Linked DNA regions of Zea mays: region 1 is linked to region 2. Evidence: chromatin contacts called from public Hi-C data. All regions are on one chromosome and are shown on one strand. The core of a region is the stretch at or near the end of the contact, and the rest is flanking DNA. Distances in the headings are between cores, read along the strand shown. Region 1 holds the start of LOC100194072. Region 2 holds the start of LOC100192833.

The links. A called contact is a pair of places that touch in the nucleus more often than the background predicts.
Region 1: a contact with region 2 is called in a Hi-C map of leaf, with 2.2 times the contacts expected there. The contact joins the promoter of LOC100194072 here to the promoter of LOC100192833 in region 2. A contact is called at or near these places in 5 of 25 Hi-C or Micro-C datasets (bundle sheath, ear, leaf and 1 more).

What each region holds. Positions count from the first base shown.
Region 1 is chr7:166,487,645-166,492,164 of Zm-B73-REFERENCE-NAM-5.0, reverse strand. LOC100194072 reads left to right here and starts at 2,749. Exons shown (of 1, transcript NM_001139128.1): 1 at 2,749-4,150. The coding sequence starts at 2,860. The coding sequence ends at 3,420.
Region 2 is chr7:166,220,107-166,224,642 of Zm-B73-REFERENCE-NAM-5.0, reverse strand. LOC100192833 reads left to right here and starts at 1,463. Exons shown (of 9, transcript NM_001254768.2): 1 at 1,463-1,573; 2 at 1,701-1,836; 3 at 3,298-3,400; 4 at 3,478-3,713; 5 at 3,833-3,892. The coding sequence starts at 1,470.

The DNA.
Region 1 (4,520 bases), core at 1,500-3,999, 270 kb before region 2:
GTAATTGGGAGTACTGTCCTATGGTTGCACGTAATGAATTGGTTCGATTGCTTGCTAGGCTAGAAATTCCTATTAGTTTGGGTGAAAATGCTGCATTTGAACACTACATTAGAACTGCACATAATCCTAAATTTGTGCCTGTCTCTAGGCAAACCACCACCAGAGACATGGTTAAATACTTCACTGACAAAAAGGCTAAGCTTGTTGAGACACTTTCTTCTTCTGATGTTAATTGTGTGTGTTTGACCTCTGACATTTGGTCTGGTAATGCCAAAGAGGACTACCTTAGTGTTGTTGCCCATTACATAAACCCTGATTGGCAACTAGAGAAAAGGGTGCTTGCTTTAGTTCTTATTGATGTGTCACACAATGGACAAAACATTGCTGATCGTGTTGCTGGTGTGCTTGCTGATTATGGCTTGACTAATAAGGTGTTTGCTTTTACCCTAGACAATGCATCATCTAATGCTGCTGCCATGAGGTTGCTTAGACCTATAATGTCACCATATCTTGGTATTGATAATGGGGTAGAATCTGAAATGTTCTTGCATCAGCGTTGTGCATGTCATATAATCAATTTGATAGTTAAAGAGGCCCTAGATGCTCTTAAGAATTTGATTGAAACATTTAGAACTGCAATATCTTTTTTAAACTCCTCTAATCAGAGAATTGCTGCATATAAAAGTTATTGCATTGCTACTAATATTAGGCCTAGAAAATTCCAGTTGGACATGGAGGTTAGGTGGAACTCTACATATCTCATGCTTAAGCATTTGTTTCCTCATAAGATACCTTTCACTACTTTCATGCATGCAAACTATCCTAGGGCTGAAGGTGATCAATTTATTTTAACTGATGAACATTGGGTTGTTGGAGAGAAAGTACTTAAATTTCTTGAGCTATTTTATGATTCTACAGTTGCATTGTCTGGTGTTTATTATCCCACATCTCCACTTATGCTTCATTTTCTTGTTAAGATTGCTATACATCTAAAGAACTATGCTAATGACACTCACATCAGAGGTGTCATTCAACCTATGATAGATAAATATAATAAATATTGGAGGAACATCCCTTTACTTTACTCTTTTGCATTCATCTTGGACCCTAGAGCTAAAATGAAAGGTTTTAGTAGAGTGCTTAGAAGATTAATGAACCTGACAAGTACAGATTATGCTGTTTATCAGGTTACCACTAGAGCTAAGCTTACTGATGTTTATAATAAATATGAAGAGAAATATGGATCTGTTAGATTGAACAGGGTTGTCCCTCCTAACTTGTCTGGTAAGAAACGGTCTGCTTGGGATGAAATTTATGATGATGCTGATGATGTGGGTACTTCTGTTGGTATGCATTCTTTTGCTTCTACTCTAAACATTGCTAGAGATACCTCTGCAACTGCTCTACTGCATGCTGCAAGCTCTTCAGCTTCTACTGCTTCTGAACTCATTTCTTACTTAGATTGTGACACTGTCAACCAATTAACTGATGATTTCAATATCTTGCACTGGTGGCATCAGCACAAACTCACTTATCCAGTACTGTCAATTATGGCTAAAGATATTTTAACTGTTCCTGTGTCTACCATCTCTTCAGAATCCACTTTTAGTTTAACTGGCAGGATCATCGACGAGCGGAGGAGGAGATTGAAGTCTGATGTGGTTGAGATGTTGACATGCATTAAAGATTGGGAGGATGCTCAAGCAAGGATGCAACACATGGTGGATGACAAAGAGCTTGAAGAAACATTTGAAGATCTTTATCTTGATTAGTCTTACTCTCTTTCTGACCATTTCTGTAATGGGACTGTAATATTATGCACCTGGACACTGGACTGGACTGTAAACATTTGAAAAACATTTTAATGAGCTGGGCTGTACTCTTTTTTCCTGTCTAGGGTTTCTCACAAGGGTGAGTTTTACCTAGACAGGTTTTTAACGAGGCAACCATTGCACTACAGCTCATAAAATTGTTGTTTGATTAGTCTCTTACTCTCTTTGTGAATGCTGTTTGAATACTGTTTGAATCTGTTATTAACTATGAAATCTGTTACTCAGTTATGCTGTTTGAATGCTGCTGCTGGTTTTTCTACTCGTAGTGCCCGTGCTGGCACTAGCACTGGCGTGCTGGCGTGCCTGTTGGCACGGCACGACACGGTTAAGCACTGGTAGTGCCGTGCCTGGGCCGAGGGCCCAGCACGCTGGCACTAATAGGCACGGCACGGATCTTCTACCGTGCCTAACCGTGCCGTGTCCTTTCGTGCCGTGCCTAGCCGTGCTAGTGCCAGTGCCGTGCCGTGCGGCCCGGTTGGCCATCTATAAAGCAAAGCATCATCATGCATCGTGAAAGCAAAAGGCGTGCTCCTCCTCTTTACATTTGGTAAAGAACACGACCACAAAATGTATACTAGTAGCAGTCATGGAGTATATTGCATCTCAGATCGCACTGAACCAGTGGAAACTAAATGTAGCAAAAGTCAGCAGCAGGAAAAGATAGATGAAAAAAAAACAAAGAGGGCTGCCTGGAGGTTAGGCGTGGGCGCGTAACACACACATGGCAGCTAGCCGGCGACGATCCAAGAGCGGGTGCGTGGCGACAGGCTGGTACCCTGTTGCCGTCGCCTCCGCCATGTTACGTTCCACCACCTCTCCTCTCCACTCCACCCACCCAACAGCTGCCCCCACCAATCACATCACACCCAGACACCTCCTACTTATCTTGCGCGCCAAGGGCCAGCGCGCGAGCGACCTCACTTGATCCGCTCCCTTCGCCGCGACGACGTTCCTACGCAGCTGCGGTCGACGCGCGCACGGCAGCTCGCTCGCTAGCTGATCACGACAGCTCGCTCGGCTCGACCGAATGGCGCCGCGGCTGCTGGCGTGCTTCGGGCGCGGCGTCGCGGCGGCGCCGGACGACGCGACTGGCGAGGGCCAGCTGGAGGCGCCCCCCGCTGGCCCGGTGCTGGTGGAGCTGTTCGGGTCGCAGGGGTGCGGGGCGTCGCCCGAGGCGGACGCCGTGGCGGCGCGGCTGGCGCAGGACTCCGGGTCCGGGGACGGCGCCGTCGTGGTGCTGGCGTTCCACGTCGACTACTGGGACTACCGCGGGTGGAAGGACCCCTTCGCGTCCAGCGCCTGGACCGTGCGCCAGAAGGCCTACGTGGAGGCGCTCCGCCTCGACACGCTCTTCACGCCGCAGGTCGTCCTGCAGGGCCGCGCGCACTGCGTCGGCACCGACCAGGACGCGCTCGCGCTGGCCGTCCGCGACGCCCCGCGCTACCCCGCGCCCGCCATCAAGGTACGTACGTACGTATGCTGCGTAAAATTGCATACTTCTTGCACAAACTGTTTAGCTAACTGCTCTGCAAATTTAAGAACCAAGACAAAAAAAAAACCCTGGATATTCCAAATGCTGTTGCTGTAGAGCGTCTCATGATCGCCACTACTATGCTTACGCTGGATCGGCAACCAACAGCGATTCAGATCTGCCGTAACCGGATCGCCCGTAGACGCTGGGGGCCTGGGGTGTCACTGTCACTGTAGACTGATGAGCGTGATTGCGTGAAGCCACGACCTGACCGGATCGGATGCGCGCGCGCAGGTCACGTTCCAGCGGCCGAGCCCCGCAACACTGCAGGCGTCGTTCACGGGCACCCTGCGCAGCCGCGTGGAGGGCCCAGGCGGCGCGAGCGTGCTGGTGGCGCTGTACGAGAGCGGGCTGGTGACCGACTGCGGGCGCGGCGAGAACAAGGGCAAGTCGCTGCTCAACGACCACGTGGTGCGCCGTCTCGAGAAGGTGGCCGCCGTGCGGGAGGGCGCCTCGCCGAAGAAGACCGTGTCGGGCACCGTCCAGTTCCCGCTCTGGGACGGCTTTCGCGCCACCAAGTGCGGCCTCGTGCTCTTCGTCCAGAACGCCGCGCTGCAGGTGCTCGGCGTCCAGCACTTCGACCTGCCTGACAACGTCTGAGCTCGTGACGCGGTGGGGCGCGCGCGCGTTCCGCGTTGGCTGCCTCCCTGCGGCGGGCGTCACATTCTTTGTATCACTGTATGTAGTACATCACTGGATGGTATTTAGATGGAAAACCTGAGTATTCTTTATCTCCACGTATGTTCTTGTTCTGCATTATGGCAATGGATCTTCTGTTTTGCACACTAAACTTATTGTGTGGTAAAGTGGCCGAGTGTTTGAGTGAGGGGGAGGTAAATGGTCTCTCTGGACTGTGATCTACATACCTTACCTAGAAAAGACACATCTGCCTCGAAGAAAATTGGTCCAAAAAGGCAGGAAATTCAAAGATGGAATTAGTTAATCAATAAAACGATTTTTTGGGGATAGTAAGAAACATAGGTTTCTTGCTGAAATTGGTTTGGAGGAATTGAAATTTACTTAATATAGTAGCCTATTTGGGTTGGAATTTGACATGCCATCACTTTTTAAAGTTCAAATATAAGATTATCTTAAATTTATAGGGTGGAGGGATGGAAATTGATTTTATGTAGGCTATATTTCTAATCTGCAATTTG
Region 2 (4,536 bases), core at 214-2,713:
TGGTGGGTGTTGTCGGCGAGGGCCTTGCCCTTTTTCTTAGCTAGCAGGGCTGCCTTCGCTGCTTCGTCGACGGATGGGGCTGCCTTCGAGTTAGCTCTTTTGGGTGCCATCGCGGGTGATTTTTCGTAGCACGAACGGTGGGCACCAATGTTGGAACTCGCGTTCTCGGACAGGTTGTTTCCAACAGGGGGTTGAGTGAGGCGGGAACACGGTTTGATTGGAGGCAACAATTGCTTTGTTAATCTAGCCCCTCAAGGGCACTGTACGGGGGTATTTATAGGCGCCTGAGCGCCCAGCGTCTCGGTTTAAGGACACATGTGCTCTCAAGCGCCTAGGTCATCCCCGGAATATTCTCATAAAGCGGGGTTACAGACCGTCATTACATAAAAGCGTTTACAAATCGGGCCCGTAATACAACCGGCCGCGCGGGGCCTGTTACAATGGGCCGAATTCCACGTGGGCCTTCGTGTTCGACGAAGGGTGGGAGGTGCCAGTCGTTTTGCCTCCGTTGAGGCAACGAGACCGGCGAAGGCTTCGAGCGAGGGGTTGATGTAGCGAGACTGGCGAAGGCTTCGAGCGAGGGGTAGTGTCTTCGCCTTCGCCCTAACAGTAAACAACAACATCAATTAGTCAAATCAAAAAATATTATGCAGAGAGCGAAGACAATCAATAAAAAATCTTGAGATTTTTTTGGTGGATAATTTACGTGGGTATTGTTGTGACCCGTTGCAACCCACGACCAACTGACTAATTTACTTTTATGTTAATCATCCGATTTACTCTGTTCTAATTGTTTTACCTTCACAATAATATCGTGCATACTCTAAAAATATTATGTCACGACACATATTTTATGTGTTTAATTAATTGTTAGTTTGTCCATCAATTTTAATTAATTGCTAGTTTGTCCATCGGTTTTATGGCCACCAGCTTCTATGTGCACACGCTAAGAACAATGATGGTAGATCGACATCGATCTTAGCACCATGTCATAGTATAATAATGTCTATTATTTGCGACGTGGTATCTCAGACGTATGACCTATTACATCAAGCCGTATAACCTTAGTAACGTATTTTATGGCCACCAGGGTCAAACACGATAATAACAGATTACAGATCTGAACCTGATTTTTATTTAAGGCTATTTTAGCTATTTCATATTTTCAAGAAAAAATAGTTTATTTTTTTAGAAAAATAAGAATGACTAAAAATAGAGTTGTGAAACTAGACTATAGAAAAGGCTAAAAAACAAAAAAAAGGACGAATATACTGCCGCCCGAAATAGTACATACGTATTTCCGCTGCGCATCTCAGACTCTCGGTTACGTAATCTTTATAAAAAACTCCTAACAAATCATAGTTGTATCTATGGTTAGATCGTAATCTAATGAACCAGATCTTTTGTTTGCACGCTTTCAAATAAGCACTGCATAGCAGTCGTTGCCGTCGGTCCCGCCACACACCCCCATGCCGCTTCTCCACCTCTCGCTCCCGTCGCACCGCCTCCTCGTCGGCGGCCGAGGTCGGCTGTTCTTCCCGTCGTCTCCCCGTCGTATCTGCCTATCTGTCAGGTGAACCAACTCACAGTCACGACCCTCCGGGCACCCTAACCCTACCCAACAGCGTGTGCGCGAGTTCTTTTATTCCCGCCGCCGCCGCCTCTTTTCTCACTAGGCACTAGTGCTTGTTCGTGGATAGGGCGGCTGGGGATGCGGCGGTGTCAGTTGCGGCGGGGGCTTACGGACTCCCCTTCCGGCCGGAGGGAGCCGCTCACCACCGCGAGCTCTCCGCGGCAGTGGCCGTCGTCGAGCGCGCCTGCTGCCTCTGCGTTGACGTGAGTCGACCTCATCTTCCCTCCTACTGATTTAATTGTCTGGTGAGATTTGAGCATTTTAAAGATACTTACGGAGGATTAATTCCGGTTTGGTGGGATCACTTGGTGTTGGCAGTGATGTCTCACGCGTAGAATTTGTGGCTGGGACAGAAAATTATATAAACGACCAACTAGTTTGCATAAGGATAGATCTTTAGGGGAAAACGGTGTAGTAATTTCTGGAGCACCAGGTTATCAATTCTAAGCAGTGTTTTCAGCCCTAAACTGATTTGTTGCAAAAGATTCACTCTTCAGGGAAATGTGACTGTGCAAAGTTTTTCACTCCCATAATTATATAATTAAGACCAATCACATATGGTCGGGTCTATTTAAACTAAAACAATCCTACCAATGATTGTGATCCTGGTAGCATTGATTTTCCACACCTGCAAGCTTCAGCAAAACCATTCCTTCATTCCAAATTATAACAAGTTTTGGCTTTTCTAGATACATTGATTTTATTATGTATCTAGACATGTTGTATATCTAAGTGTATAACAAAAATTATTAATCTAGAAAAGCCAAAACGTCTTGTAATTTGGAACGGAGGGACTACTTACTATTGTCTAAGATACAATTTCAGTTTGTGTTTGCCATATAAGTAGCTTGCATTGTACCTTAATCAACATGAGCTGTTATGTAATCAGTGTGAAACAAAATAAATTAAAATGATTCTGCACTTAGTAGTTCATGGACTTACTAGAGATGTTGAAAAGCAATTGACCTTTACATAACTAGAGACATTCCATTTTTCTCCCTTTTTTATTGAATAACGCAAGTCTGTTGCATGACATTTCATTAAGAAGGGAAAGTACATAGAGGAGAAGGATGGTGGGGGGTTGGAAATCCCTCCCAGCACATACAACCCGGATCAACTCCATTTTTTTTCTCTTGGACTAGATTGGTAAATAACCTTAGCAGAAATAAATGCATGGTAAAGGAAACCCAAACCAGTACGGACAAGTGTACAAAATAGTTATCACTTATAAAAAATAATTACAGAGGTATAAATCACATGGTGTGGAATGCATTTGTAAAAAAATGTTCATCTGTCATTTTTCATTTAACATTCAAAATGACCAGAAAATGGACTTGAATTGATCTAGCATGGATTCAAGATATTACTGACGTGTGATGATAAAAATTCCAGGCCAGGATATTCTTCCCTCCGTAGTTCACTTCAAAATAAAATTGATGTGTGACGGGCAAATTAGGGTTCAAAGTTCGATGGGATTAGTTTTTTATTCTTTTTTCTTGAATACGCAGGAGGAATTGTTTTTTATGCTGAGCAGCAGATCTGTGTTGTGTCAGTATGTAACCTTTAAATTCCATCTGGATATGGTGGGACAGATTTCATTGTTTGACATCTCACAATAAAATGCCTGAGCTCCATTTCGCCTGTTCGATTGTGTGTCTCAACAGGTGAAGAGATCACTGTTTTCACGTCGCAGCAGTATTCTTGAGAAGAATGACCAAAGTCCTGTTACAGTTGCAGATTTCGGAGTGCAGGCCCTTATTAGTTTGGGTAATCCATAGCAAAATTTCAAAGTTCAGATTTGTGACTTTGTCTAATGCCATATTTTGCCATGTTGCTATTGAAAGAGCTCCAGAGATTGTTCCCATCGATACCTCTGGTGGCCGAAGAGGATTCAGCTTCTCTAAGATCATCCAAAGCTGATGATAATAGCAGTGATATACTTGTTGAGTCGATTTTTAGCGCAGTTGTAGACAAAGTGAGTAATAACGGTTCACATTTAACTCAAGATGATGTCTTGAGAGCAATTGATAGAGGAGGCAAGGACGCTGTCTCATTTGATTCAAACCCTGCTACTTATTGGGTAAGAAGTAAGTTGCTGTGTTTTGGTTATCATAAATCGAGATCTGTGAAGTTGATTCATAATTTCATACATTGGGTATCTGCCAAGTCATATCATAAACTTTATGCTTTGGTTTGAAGGTGCTTGATCCAATTGATGGCACCAAAGGTTTCTTGAGAGGGAATGATGCTCTGTATGTGGTATGATTATCTATTCTGATATTGTCCTTACATACTATATTACTGTTGATCAAGGACCGATATGCTTTATTCAGGAATTTTTACAAGATGTTCTTTAATTGCACAAATATTTATTTGCTGCGTGTTTTGACACTTTAAAAAAGTCATTCCACAAGCATGGTGTGTCTTGTACTTTTTAGTGCCACATTTATGCCAGACATGTCCACTATCTTGGGGATTTTTTATATTGATATCATCAACCTTGTTTTATCTTGTACTTCTTAGTGCCACATTTATGCCAGACATTCCATTTTTTATATTGTTCTCTACTATTAATTTATCTCAAAATTGTGAAATTCCAATGTATGTGATTTGAGGATTTCCAGAAAGACTCTCATTGCTGCAGAACATTCATAAAGTTGTCCGCAACAAATCGTGTAAAATAGGAGATTTGCACGGTAGATTACATTGTTTGCAGAGTGAAGTTTGAAATATGGGATGAGCTATAGGATAGCTGCTGGAGACAGCCTAACGATACCACATCATCAACGATTAAGTAATATTAAGAATGTTAATACATTTTTTTAGAGTGAAATGTATCGTAGGTCCTTAAACTTTCCCCGCATTCTCATCTGGGTCGATGAACTCTTTGAGTGATCATGTGG